Linked DNA regions of Ovis aries: region 2 is linked to region 1. A link is a contact called in public Hi-C data. All regions are on one chromosome and are shown on one strand. The core of a region is the stretch at or near the end of the contact, and the rest is flanking DNA. Distances in the headings are between cores, read along the strand shown.

What was found. Hi-C and Micro-C count contacts between places; a contact is called where the count stands out from the background.
Region 2: a contact with region 1 is called in a Hi-C map of hypothalamus, with 5 times the contacts expected there. The contact joins two enhancer-like sites. A contact is called at or near these places in 7 of 16 Hi-C or Micro-C datasets (blood, hypothalamus, skin fibroblasts and 1 more).

What each region holds. Positions count from the first base shown.
Region 1 is chr1:228,100,561-228,107,452 of ARS-UI_Ramb_v3.0, forward strand. It overlaps LOC105611838, which reads left to right. Exons shown (of 18, transcript XM_027963882.1): 17 at 2,386-2,658; 18 at 4,469-5,947. The coding sequence ends at 4,488. Among named protein-coding and RNA genes, the nearest start is that of IL12A, 15 kb to the right of the region's middle. Within about 2 kb of position 3,406, at least 10 of the 54 cell types and tissues checked have an H3K27ac peak or open chromatin away from gene starts, as enhancers often do. A contact at or near this core is called in hypothalamus, where this site is marked.
Region 2 is chr1:228,242,156-228,249,047 of ARS-UI_Ramb_v3.0, forward strand. It overlaps SCHIP1 (schwannomin interacting protein 1), which reads right to left. Exons shown (of 9, transcript XM_042235034.1): 4 at 2,065-2,182. Among named protein-coding and RNA genes, the nearest start is that of IL12A, 130 kb to the left of the region's middle. Within about 2 kb of position 3,491, at least 5 of the 54 cell types and tissues checked have an H3K27ac peak or open chromatin away from gene starts, as enhancers often do. A contact at or near this core is called in hypothalamus, where this site is marked.

The DNA.
Region 1 (6,892 bases), core at 2,156-4,655:
GTGTGCCTGCTCTCCCAGCTACCTTCCCTGTGTCCAAGCTTCTCAGGCTGGGATAAAGGTCCTACGTGGTCTGCCCCAGCCTGCTTTTCCACCTTGACTGCCCACTCCTCCCCTGCACTTGGTGAAAGTAGAATTGGGGGTCGAGGGAAGGTCTTGCAGCCTGTAGGGTCAGTGGCTGTGGCCCGTCCATCTGTGCGTTTCCTATAGCACTGAGCCTGCAGCCTCTGATATAGACGATGAGTGTTCACTGAAGAAGTGGCTAGTGAGTGTGCATGTGTGCGTTCACTGACTTCTCAGTTATTAACTATATTTGCGGGGAGGGAGCCACCAGCTCAGTTATTAGAAATAAAGGTCAAGTTAATTTCTTCCATTTAAATGGCAGAGACCAAGGCTTGATAGCTGTGAAAATACAGTAGAGATTTAAGCACTAACAACAGTACTCCAAGGAGCCAGAAGATGGGGTATGTACCTAAAAATTCAAGTCCAACCAGAATTCACAAACTGAAGTTAGAAAACCCAGACTCAAATTACACAAGACAAGATCTTAAGGCTTTGGGGGCCTCATGTAGATGAACCCTTTCATCAAAATACCTTTTATTATTGTAAGAAGGTGTGAATCTAAAAGCAGATAAACTCTAAAGACTAAAATGAGATGTTATTCGTTTGGAGTTGAAGAGGATGGTGTATGTCTGATTTCACTGTTTGTCACTAGAGAATTGTTTATTATTTCTATTAAATGAACATCAAAATAAATGAGGCTCTGGAATTATTTTTAAAACCTAACCAAATTAGGATACATATTTCTTTCATTTTCATTGAGATATAGTTGACAAATAAAAATTGGATATAAGTACACAATGGGATGCTTTGAAGTGTGCATACATTGTGAAATATTTACCAATCGGATTAATTAGCACACCTATCACCTCACACAGCCACCTTTTTTTTGGTGGTAGAACTCATAAGACCTTCTCTTAGCAAATCTCAAGAGTATAGCATAGTATTTATTATTAACTGTAGTCATCATATTGTATATTAGATCCTCAAAAATTATTCACTTATAACTGAATGGGACACATAGGAAAATTTTTTCTTTTTGCAGTTATTTGGCTATTTAAAATTAGCTCCAAGAACAAGTAGCTAGACATAGAATAAAATGACCAAATACTACCTAGAAAATTAAGGATTCCCAGCCTTTTTAGAGTTGACAATGTGGTAGCAAATAAATTAATAATGCTTTACTTTTGTTTAGGTATTTTCACAACATTTTTAAAGATACTGAGTCATTATCCTGATAGTTTGAGGCTCAGCATATCACCATATTGCTTTTTAAAATATAGTCATCTCTTAACTCTGAGTCACTTTGAGATCTTGTTAAAATTTAGATACAGAATCTGACACAGTAGGTTTAGGGATGATCCTGAGAACTTGCATCTTTGATGGATGGATTCCCTGTGTGGTTTCTCTTGTAGCAGTTTGGGAGAGGAACACAAGCCACATGCGTTAGAAGACCACTAGGGGGCAGTGGCCATCCTTTAGAAACCATGCTTGAGTTAAGGGAGTTAGGGTTCAATATAAATGTTAGGTTCCCTTCATTAGACTGTTGGCTCTAGATGAGCAAAGTGTTATGGTTCTGGAGGAGGGGCAGGAAGGATTCTTCCTCTTACCCTCTTCTCATGGCACCTCCAGGGTTTGTAAGGCCTGATCCTTAATGAGACTCTACACCTGGTGAGCTTTGATGCATCATAGCACAACCATCTGAAAAGTGTGAACATAGAACACCCAGCTGGGGCTGGTATTTTGTATTGGGGCACTGGTTTGTATTGGAAACATAATCCCTTCCAGAATGATGACACGGTTTCTTAGTGAACAACAGATACTGATATTACAGACACTGTGCCCTGACTTTTCTGTGGATTATGCTCTTCCCCCTAATGCCAGGAGATGGCAGAATGGAGACTGCAGTTCATATCTCTTGCTGCCCTCTTTAGTGACCACTAAAGGTAGCACTTTGTATGTGAAGATGCAGAGATGGGCAAGGAGAAATGTATGTTTTTCTTTTTGAGCCACATAAATTATTTTTGATGCCTGATTTTTTTTTTCTCCTCCAGCCTAATTTGTGCAGCTTTGTAAAACAATTTCATTCCCTGAATCACTGAACTATCCTTGTGAGCGTTATACCCCAGTTCAACCTTATGTGTAATCATTCCCTTTTCTTCTAATAGTTTGGAAAGCAGGGATTTTTTTGGCACTTAAATTTATTTTAAAAGCAGTTGAAGTTTCAAATCATGGTATCCTTTTTTATATAAAGAGAATACGTTTTCATAGTCGATGACTATAAATGAAGTGTTGAGAGGAACTACTGAATTCTTCATGTGCTTTTAGATGGGGTGAAGACTAAAGCCCTGTTAACAGACACTCAGTTGTTTAACCTTGCTGAGAAGCTGGGGAAGGAGTGGTTAAAGATTGCCATTGCCAACCTGAAGCTGAATATTAGCGAAATCGATGCGATCCGGGAGAAGGAAGACAATGTTACGATCAGTAAGTTTAAGATGCTGAAGAAGTGGCAAGAAAAGGAGCAGAATAATGCCACAGCTCAGAATTTATGTAACTGCTTAAAAAATGTTGATTCAGTTGAAGTCCAAGATGTGCTGAGAGGTAAGCAGAATATCTGAGTCATTTACTGGGGGTCAAGCTGTGTCTTTGCAAATAGCAAATTTATACTCTAGAATGTGTTAGTCACCTCTAAGCTCAGGTTCAGAAGATTGTGTAAATGCTCCACAGTAAGCACGTGGGTCACAGTCTAAGTAAAGGTGATTCACGTGTGGCATCAGAAGAAGCATTTGAATACCATCTCAAGTGATGGCTAGGTTTGTGACCAAGCAGATTTGTTTTTCTTTTTAATTGACGTATACATGATACACAGTAAGGTACAGGTGTACAAAGTAGTGTTTCACAGTTTTTATAGGTTATATTCTATTTACAGTTCTAAAATATTGGCTATATTCCCTGTGTTGTGCAGTATATCTATGACTAAGCAAATTCCTTACCTAAAGCCTCTATATTCTCATCTGTCAAATGGATGCGAAACTTCCAATATCCTAGGTCTCTTGTGAGAATGAAAAGAGATAATGCATGTAAAAGCTCTAGGTTCAGGCAGTGAGACTCAGGCAAGAGTAGATAATGTCCTTTGTTGTTGTTCAGCTGCTCAGTCATGTCCGACTCTTGCAGACCCCATGAGCGACTGCATGCCAGGCTTCCCTGCCTTTCACTGTCTCCTGGAGTCTGCTCAAACTCATGTCCATTGATAATGTCCTTAACGGGAGACCTAACTGGAAGCCTTGAGCCTTCCAGACTTTCTGTGGTGTTGATGCAGTGCTCCACTTGGTGGCACTAGTGAGCCTCCAGCAGCAAAGATGGGAACAGAGAGCTAAAGCGAGTTGTTTCTGGTCTCAGTCCAGAAAACCACAGGGTTCCTTCCTTTGTTTTGAAGCACTTCTTTTTTTTTTTTTGTGGCTTGACTTAGCATATTGTTAGACCCAAGGTCAAACCAATTCACAGCTTGGATTTTTATTAATATGTACTGTTACCATGATTAACAAATGCTGTGTTACTTCTCAGAAGCAAGTCAGAGAGAGGTTTACATTTGGCATTCTATTCGGACTTTTTGTTCCTTAAAGAATGTAAAAGTGTGTCAGCCACCCCAAAAGCTTATATGAAAAGTTAAAGTCTGGGGTGACCACTCAGGATGATGTCAGGTGTGGAGGGCGAACTTTCTGAACGCCCCCACCAGTTCGGATGCAAGAGCTGCAAGGCAATAGAATAGCCAGTTTCAATATCAAATTTCTTTTTCTTGAATATGTTGAAATTATGTAAATCACCGAGGCCCACATGTGGAAATCTCCTTATTTGCATATAGGCATTTCTGCCTGTTGCTGTACTGGCCTCTGCTGTGAGAAGGAAACAATCATAGCCTCTTCCATCAAAGGAAGGCTTGGAAATCTGACGTCTCACAGATCCTGTAGAATGGGTGGTTATTTGTCGTTTTGTTTTTATCTGCTCTTCACTTTGCTAGACGCTTGACTTGCCGCCACATAAAGCTGAATAAGGATTTGTGACATTTTTTGGCAGTGAAATGGATCATAAAAGCTTATTAGTCCAACTTGTCATTGAATAGGAGAAAAATCTTCAGTAAGTTACAAATGAACAAAAAGCCAGAAATTTTCCAGTGTTTTCTGCCTACCTGTAGTCAAAATATCTGGGTGATTGACTGACTTTTGTGTCTTTATCAGGGCATTTTAGTGTCTTATAACTGCAGCCTTAAAAAATTGGACTGGTTTATCTTCATCTCAGGAAAACCCAGCCACTCCAGCAGTTCCTTTTTGAAACGGACAAGTGACTTTCTTTAAACGCATGTGCTCTTTCCCCACAACAATGAATCCCTGAATTTGTTTCTCTCCCTTGTTAGGCTTCTTACAGGAAACCTGAGGTTTGAAAGATGAGCTGGAAAAGGAAGCCTCAGGAACTTCTGCCTTTAAAGACTGTCTCCGTGGTAATAAGGCACAGACTTCGGGACCTAGAGCTACACAGCCTGTGGAAGACCACTTGCAGCTCACATTATTCAGGGGCAAAGGGAATGTGAAATATTTGGAAACCTTGAGGAGGAGAAAAAAAAACCTCTATAATATCAAGAATTTTTTTTTGGTACCTCCCACTCTCACCATCCCACCCGGCTTCCCCACCCAAACACATACACTTATAAAGGGTGCCTAACATGACTCAGCAGTCAGGCGAGAAATGTGGTAATTTTCCTACTGGAGTCTGTGAACTATGAAATTCATATCAAGCGTTTGGAACATTTTTTTTTTTAGCAATTAGGTGGTGGAGTACTTAAATTGCACCGATTTCACTTAGCTTTTTTTTTCTCGTGTCACTAATGAGGAAGAGAGGTTCCTATTCTTTCAGCTCCTACACAGTCAGATACGCACGTGCTGCGGGGTCCAGTATGTCTTTTTATGTGAGGTGTGATTTCCATGTCTTATTACTAACCAGTCTGGCTGGTGGTCTGTTAAACCATTAAATCAATCATGTTACCTGGCCCTAGGGTCATTAGAAAGGATTATAATCCTCTCCCCATCCATGTTGGTGCAAACACTCACAGGTGGTGGCCTCATCTCACTGGGGAAGTTCACCTGGGGCCATCGTCAGAGTCCCTGAAGATTTCATCAACCTTCTGAAATCACCAAACACTGCATTTCTTGACCTTGACCCTGGATTGTTTACTTCTGGGAGAGTTGTGGGGGTGGCAGTGCGGGAATGCCACTTAGAAATAGCCTTAGTCAGGACCAAGGAACATTGTCATCTCTTCTCGAAGAGGACTTGCCCCAGGGAATCATGGGCCATATTGGCTCTTGTTACTGGGTGAAATCTTTGTTTTTTAATGTGTATAGATATTGTCGCTCTCCCAGAATCATGCGTGTGGTGATTAACATTTTGGATATGTTTTGTTAACTTATTTGAAGAAACTATAAATTACCATTAGTCTCCTGTAGACAGTAGCTGAAGAGTAAATTCAATCTTAATGAATTAATCAGAGAAACATACTTTAATGCTTTGCCTGTGAAGAACAAATTCATTTTATAGGGAAGAACGTATTGATATTAATGATCAGGGATCCAGTGGAATTCAAATCAGTGTCACTTTATGAGTTTTTTTTTTTTAATTGTTGTGTATTTCAGGAAACACATGGAGTTTTAACATTCAGAAGTGTAAAATACTTAAAGGTCTTGACTTTTTAAAGTGTTTATTATTTTTTGTAAGTTGTTTTCCAAAGAAAATCATAATTTCAGAGGTGCTTTGTATATAAGCTGGTTTCCTAACAATTTCCAGCCTTTTTCCTACTGTGGATAAAGGGAAGAACAATAAATCTGCATTTGTACAGTGCAAATGTGTCTTCTTTGTGTTATTATTTACTTACAGATTACTGTGTCTTCTTTGTGTTATTATTTACTTACAGATTACTGTGTCTTCTTTGTGTTATTATTTACTTACAGATTACTTTTTAAAGCATCATCTCACTTGATTGTTATTATCTGGGCTGTTTGGGCATTAGGTGGTTTTGCTCCCAGACCCAGTTCTTGGAGTAAAGTTGAGTGAGGGTAAAGCAGGGGCAACTAACCCAGGAGTTTTCACAGATTCAGGAGCACCCCCACATCCCCTAACCTTTCTCCCTCCAGGAATGACTCCAGGAATGAGTGTTCTCCCACCTGTGCATAGGAGGGTATTTTTTATTTAAAACCAGGTGTATTCATAATGAGCTCCTTACCTGTGTGTCTCTGTTAACAGGGTTTTCCTGCACATTGGGACATGTTTTGTTATTTTGGGGGGCGGCTTTAGGGGACAGGCTTTCTCCCCTGCTTTGTCAAGTAGAAGTGTTTTCCCTCCATTTTCTAAAGAGGACACCGTCTTTGCTGAATTGAAGTGTGTTCTCATGAGGATGGTTGTTTTCAGCAGTCGGTCCAGCCTGTTGCCATTGCTGGAAGTCCTCAGGGTGAAGCAGCCTGCTGCTTGCTGAAGGTGGCGATCCCAACTGCTGGGAGTGCCTCTCTTCCAGCCTACACACCAGGGTTTGAGGGTTTCTGATAATGGTTCTGTGGCTGCTGCTACTCAACAGAGGCCCTGGGGTAGAATTCTGAGTGCAGAGTTCTGAAGTTCTTCCTGCCTTTTTTAACTGAGACCTCCAGCCTGGAGCCTCCAGAGGACTCAGATCCAATCTACTCCAGTCATGTTGTAAATTCCTAGTTAAGCAGCCTTGGAGTTAGGCTGCCGTCTTTATTCTGCAGAAGTCCATTCTTGCTGTGCGCTTTAACCTTTGGCATGAGCTTCATTTTTA
Region 2 (6,892 bases), core at 2,241-4,740, 140 kb after region 1:
TGCCTGGAGAATCCCATGGGAGGCTACAGTCCAGAAGGTCAAAAAGAGTCGGACAGGACAGAAGCAGCTTAGCACACAGCATTTAATGGGAATAATGTGCTAGCATTGTTCTGAGTTCTTTGCATATTACTTTTTGCATTTATTTTCTACTTTACATTTAATAACTGTATTTCAATATGATTATTTTTTACCTTTTTAATTAATTTTCATTGGCATATAGTTCCTTTACTATGTGGTGTTGATTTTTGCTGTACAGCAAAGTGAATCAGGTATATATGTGTGTTTGTGTGTATGTGTATATATATATATATATACACTCCTCTTTTTCAGCAAGTAACACTTTCAAAGGTAGTTTATCTCCACAGTATCAATAAAAGGCTGATTTTAGCATAAAAAGTAACAGAATAATAGGGAGAATATATATTTATAACAAACTTGAGACTTTTCTTTGATTCTCACTCTCAAAACTTTCTTGAAGTGAACAGACTACAGCAAACCATTTCACCCAGAGCTAAGATGGTGTGTTACTCCCCGAGTGGACAGGATCTCAGCTATCCAAAGAAGTTCTCATGTGGCACTGTACTCAACAACTAATTCAGTTTCCTGTTAGTTGGTCTTCGATAAGAAAGGTGCGGGACAGACCTCCCAGAGAGGAAAGACATTCAGGAACAAGCACTCAGGATCATCGAGTCATCTTTTATAGATGTGTGCAAGGAAAAGTGTTGTTTAGTTGCTAAGTCGAGTCCCACTCGTTGCGACACCATGGGCTGTAGCCCGCCAGTCTTCTCCATCCACAGGCAAGAATCCTGGAGTGGGTTGTCATTTCCTTCTCCAGGGGATCTTCCTGACCCAGACATCTGACCTTTGTTTCCAGCTTGGCAAGCGGACTCTTTACCACTGAGCCACCAGGGAAACTCCGCAAGGAAAGTAAGCAGTGCTTAACTCACATTATCTTGCTGGTTTTTCTGAGCGGTATCTTTTAAGTGCTAGCCCTCCCACCCCCTGTCAGGACTCTATCCCCCATCTTTTAAAATGTGTCCACTGCTAGTCTATGCTCATATTTCTAAGACCAATGGGGAAGAATGGTATATAGCACATTTTCTATTTTTTTATTTACCACATGCAATTCTTTTTTTAAAATTAATTTTTATTGGCATATAGTTGCTTTACAATATTGTGTTAGTTTCTGCCCTATAGCAAAGTGAATCAGCGATATGTTTACATATATCCCCTCCTTTTCGGATTCCTTTTCCATTTAGGTCACCATGGAGCAGTGAGTAGAGTTCCTTGTGCTATACAGTAGGTTCTCAGTTATCTATTCCACACCTAGCAGTGTATATATATCAACCCCAATCTCCCAAATCATCACCCCCTCTTTTTCCTTTCCCCTCCAGCATCCAGATGTTCTCTACATCTGTGTCTCTATTTCTGTGCTGCAATAAGATAATCGATACCATTTTTCTAGATTCCACATATATGTGTTAATAATATATGATATTTGTTTTTCCCTTTCTGACTATTTCAGTCTTATGACAGTCTCTAGGTCCATCCACGTCTCTGCAAACGGCACCATTTCATTCCCTTTTATAACATATTTTCTTTTATAATTTTTAGGGTCTATGTGATTTTCCTGATGATTTAATATGAAAGTAGCTGCTAACTTTAACAAAACTTATGTGTCCTCAGATCACAGTTTTAAGTTTTCAATCACTCAAATTTTAGGAGCATCTCACATTAAGAAGGCCTTCCCCAATGGCTCAGACAATAAAGAATCTCCTGCAGTGCAGGAGACAGGGAGATCCCCTGGAGAAGGGAATGGCCACCCACTCCCATATTCTCGCCTGGAGAATCCCATGGACAGAGGAGCCTGGTGGGCTACATACAGTCCACGGGGTTGCAAAGAATCAGACACGACTGAGTGACTTTCACACTTCACATGGTAAGAAATGTCGCGAGACATCTCGTTTTAAATCTCTGCAATGTTAGTTCCTGATCAACAACAGAAGAGAAGCTAAGTGACCAGGAAAGCACACTCTGAACCTCAGTGGCAGCTCGGAGACTCACCATGGGAGACAAGGGGGTGTCCAGGCTGGTTTCGGTCTTGCTGTCATCAGCATCGCTGTCCTTATCACTGCCGCTGTCGTTGACAAAGCAAATCTGCAGGTTCATCCCACTCTGCAGGCTGGGCAGAAGCAAATAGAACACTAATTCCACTCGGCTATTTGTTACCCGGCAGCATCCTCAAACAGTCTGGTTTTGCTAGAGAAAGTAGTTTAATGTGTTCTTCACGGGGAGCAGTGAGTGATCAATATTATGTCTAGTTCATAAATGGTAACTTCTACTAGAGGATAAGAAAGATACATTGATGAACAGTAAGGTGATAACTTTTAACTCCTATTGTAGTAGCTTTTTTCCACACAGAAATTCATGTTGTTTGAAAACTAATTTCAAGCCACATTATAGCACCTGGCACAATACCAAACACATAGTTGGTACACGATAAAAACGTGTTGAGACACTGAGTTTACATTTTTGTCGATGAAGATGAATGGATCCTCAGCCAAACAGGGCTGCCTGGTGTCATCTAATGTCCTGCCTCACGGGGACAATCCAAAGATGCTCATTAAAGCCAGCATCCCGGGGCGAGAGCTCTCAGAAAAAAAGACTCGTTTTTTTTTTTTTTTTTTGCCTCAAATAGAAAAAGGTCAGCTATCAGACGAGTTGATCTTTGCATCTCTCACAGTGACAATAATGCCAAAGCTTATTTGGTGTTAGGAAAATATTATTTGAGGCAGTTGCCAAAAGTCTACTGAGGGAGCTCATTTATGTCATTAAGGAAAAAAAAAAAAAACCACACCAGAGGTTCACCCTAGAGAAACTTAAGGAAGCTTCCAACCTAGTTATAAAGGCACAACGCTGGAACACAGCAAGGCTCTGCAGACCACCTGGCGCACCGAGCCTCAGAGGCAGAGATGTCTTGGGAGTTCATTATGTTTGTGGCGAATCCGGGAGGCTCCAGGAGGGATGTTTCTGGAAATGTGGTCACAAAGGGCCGCCAGGCTGTGTATCTGCCACATACACAGCCAGGCTGAGGATCCAACTCTGTGTCCTAATGCTCATCTGAAGGCGAACATGTTTCATGACTGTTGACAACAAAGAGTTTTTCAAGAAGCACTTTCTGTTTTCTATTTGAGGCTAAAAGAAGCATCCCTGGGGTCTCCAGCCTGTGTGTAAGCTTTGAGAAAGAAAAAGCAGAAGGAAACTCCTTAAGCAGCAGGGGGTCCTAAGGAGGGTAGTGTAAGCCAGGTTTAGAACAGTGGATGTCGAATCTGCTCTGGCATTATTGTCACACTGAGAGACACAAAGATCAACTCGTCTGATAGCTGACATTTGCATTTTTTAAAAATTCCAGTGGGTAGGGATGCTCTGTACAAAATGCTCAGATGACTCACTTGAAGCACTTGTTTGATTGAAAACAATACAGAAGTCAGAAAAAGTACTGATTTAACACAGGCACCACTGTTACGTGCATGTACTGCCACCTGTTGTTAACTTCAGTGATTACTGAGAGTTCCAACTTATTTCCCCAGGAAGGAAATGCAGCCTTTCTCTCCGGAGGTCCAATTCTGTTGCTCCCCACCTTCCTGTGCAGGCCAGCAGAGTCAGGCCCAGGGCTGGCTGCAGAAGGTGACAGGTTCTTCTGTGATCAGCTGAGGGTGCTTGGAATCAGCAGGACTTAGGTTTGAATTCTCACTTCATTCCCTAAGTACAATACTCAATCTGTATCCTCATCTGTAAAACAGGGTGTATAATTCAGTACTTTGTAAGAAGGAAGCTCCAATACTTTGGCCACCTGATGCAAAGGCCTGACTCACTGGAAAAGACTGGGATGCTGGGAAAGATTGAAGGCAAGAGGAGAAGGGGATGACAGAGGACGAGATGGTTGGATGGCATCACCGACTCAAATGGACATGCGTTGGTGGACTCAATGGATTCAAGCAAACTCCAAGAGATAGTGGAGCACAGGGAATCCTGGCGTGGTGCAGTCCGTGGGGTCACAGAGGGTTGGATGTGACTGAGCAATAGAAAGATTGAAGGCAGGAGGAGAAGGGGACAACAGAGGATGAGATGGTTGGATGGCATCACCGACTCAATGGACATGAGTGAGTAAACTCTGGGAGTTGGTGATGGACAGGGAGGCCTGGCGTGCTGCAGTCCATGGGGTCGCAAAGAGTTGGACACGACTGAGTGACTGAACTGAACCGAGTGACAGAACAACAAAGAAAGATGAGAGGATTTAGCTCAGAGCTGGCATAGGACAGGTGCTTTGTACACAGTCATCCTCCTCTCTACTTTCTGAAAGCCTACACAAAGGAACACAGGATTTTAAAGGTGATGCAACTTTGTAAAGAGGCCCTTGAAGTCACATACTTGAACACCTGGCCTGTCACGGCAATTCCTGATACACAACTGACTCTCTGAGAGCGTCCTGAGCTGACTTGAACTGTTAGGCAGCTTGAACATTTATTGAGATGGAACTTGTCTCCTTTCAATTTTCTTCCATTAGAATATTTTTTTTTCTGGAGTAATCTAATATGTTATGGTTACCCTTTGATCCCATATAAATTAAGCTTTAAAATTCATTGTTTGTAGTTGGTAAAAAATTTTTAAAAAGTCAACCATTTTTAACAATAAAACTCAAGATCCATGGATTGGACAATAGTGGGAAATAAAAGTGCAAATTAAAAACAGACATATTTTAAAATAAAGACATTTCAAATTAAACCTAATTTGAATCTAGAATTATATCAGTTCAGTTCAGTTCAGTCGCTCAGTCCTGTCCGACTCTCTGTAACCCCATGAATTACAGCACGCCAGGCCTCCCTGTCCATCACCAACTCCCGGAATTTCCTCAAACTCATGTCCATCGAGTCGGTTATGCCATCTAGCCATCTCATCTTCTGTTGTCCCCTTCTCCTCCTGCCCCCAATCCCTCCCAGCATCAGAGTCTTTTCCAATGAGTCAACTCTTTGCATGAGGTCGCCAAAGTATTGGAGTTTCAGCTTTAGCATCAGTCCTTCCAATGAATACCCAGGACTGATCTACTTTAGAATTATATATATTTCCTATTTATAGAATAAAGTCTTGAAGAGAAGATGATACTACATAAACAGATTATAAACACACAAAATTACTGATAACACAGCAAAATAAAGTTTAAAACATCCAAAGAAATACATTTCATTCTGCAGAAAGCTTGATCATAAATTCTGATGTTTTGCCCCCAAACTGACCTTTGTGCTAAGGACCTTAGACCTAAATCAACCATCCCACACAGCGTTTCTAACTCAGGAAAGGCAAAGAAAAAAAACAGGGAAGGATTTAGTAGTTGGAGCAAAGTGAAAAAAACACCTCAGGTAGAAATTCAGAAAATCGCCTTAGTAACACATTATCACCGTGGGAAACTGCGCAGACCTTCTTACAGGGCGAGCCTAATAATTCCTTGTAGCGGTAATCATCAAGAATGTTACTCTCAGGAAAAGGAAATTATATGACACAGCAGCTAATAGTTCAGCGGGGATTTTAGTAAAGACATCTTAAAACAGACTCAGGTTTCAAGGAGGATTTGTTTGCCTTCAGCCTTTAAGCAGGTTTAAGATGAAGGCAGCTTTTAGGAAGACTCGACTGCAGCTCCCAAGCAGCGGCCAGGCTGTAGGGTGAGTGGGCTCCCCTGGTGCTGCTGAGAGTCTCTGGGCTGCAGGGTCGGGGACCATGACCCCTGTTCGGGGCCCCTTCCCACCTTGGGGAGGCATGGCCGCCCTGAGGCTCTTCCTCTGGCTGCCTGGAGCCCAGGCCTCTGTCCTCCCCACTACTGTGGGGCCTCACTCACAACAAGGCGACACAGTCTTGGGGGATTCCAGCAGTTGGGGGGCTAATTTGCCTGGATCTCTCCAGCACAGTCTGAGGTGAAAACAAAACTCCGTCCTCTTCTTGTTAATTAGTGTATAATTGAAAGCATCTAATTCGAGGTTACTTGATGTTTGGAGTGGTGCTTGGCAGACTGGTACGTGCAAAAAGCTGCTTGACATGTGTCTTGCCTTGGATTTGATTTCTGGAAGGTCTGTGTCCTGGTCACCCCAGGAACTGCTTCTCCTTATGCCACGAACAACCACACTGTTGCCCAGGGTTACTGACAGGGAGCCAAGCGCCTGAGAAGGGGCTGTCCTAGATGAAGAAGGCCCAGAAATGCAAAGAAATAAAAAGACTAAGTGTGTCTTCTGGACGTCTCTGTGACTTCATGTGGCTTTTTGAGTGCCAGTTCCTATCACCCAGAATTAGGAAGGCATCTAGTTGAGAGGCTGTTCAGCCTCAGTGTCCTCTTGGCATTTATAGTGAGGGAAACTGTTACTTGGGACTTCCTGGGTGGCTCAATGGTAAAGAATCTGCCTGTAATTCAGGAGACTCAGGTTCGATCCCTGAGGGTTGGGAAGATCCCCTGGAGGAGGGCATGGCAACCCACTCCAGAATTCTGCCCTGGAGAATCCCTGTGGTCAGAGGAGCCTGGCGGTCTATAGTTCATGGGGCTGCAAACAGTCCAACATGACTGAGTGACCAAGCATCCCATAGCATTTACATATATAGGGCTTCCCAGGTGGCTAAGTGGAAAGAATTCCCGTGTAGTGCAGCAGACCTGGGTTCAGTCCCTGGGTCAGGAAGATCCCCTGGAGGAGGGCATGGCAACCCACTCCAGTATTCTTGCCTGGAGAATCCTATGGACAGAGGAGCCTGGTGGGCTACAATCCATGAGGTCGCAAAGACCTGGACATGACTGAAGTGACTAAGCAGCAGCAAACTGTTACTCAGAAAATGTTTGCACTGATTTCTCACTACC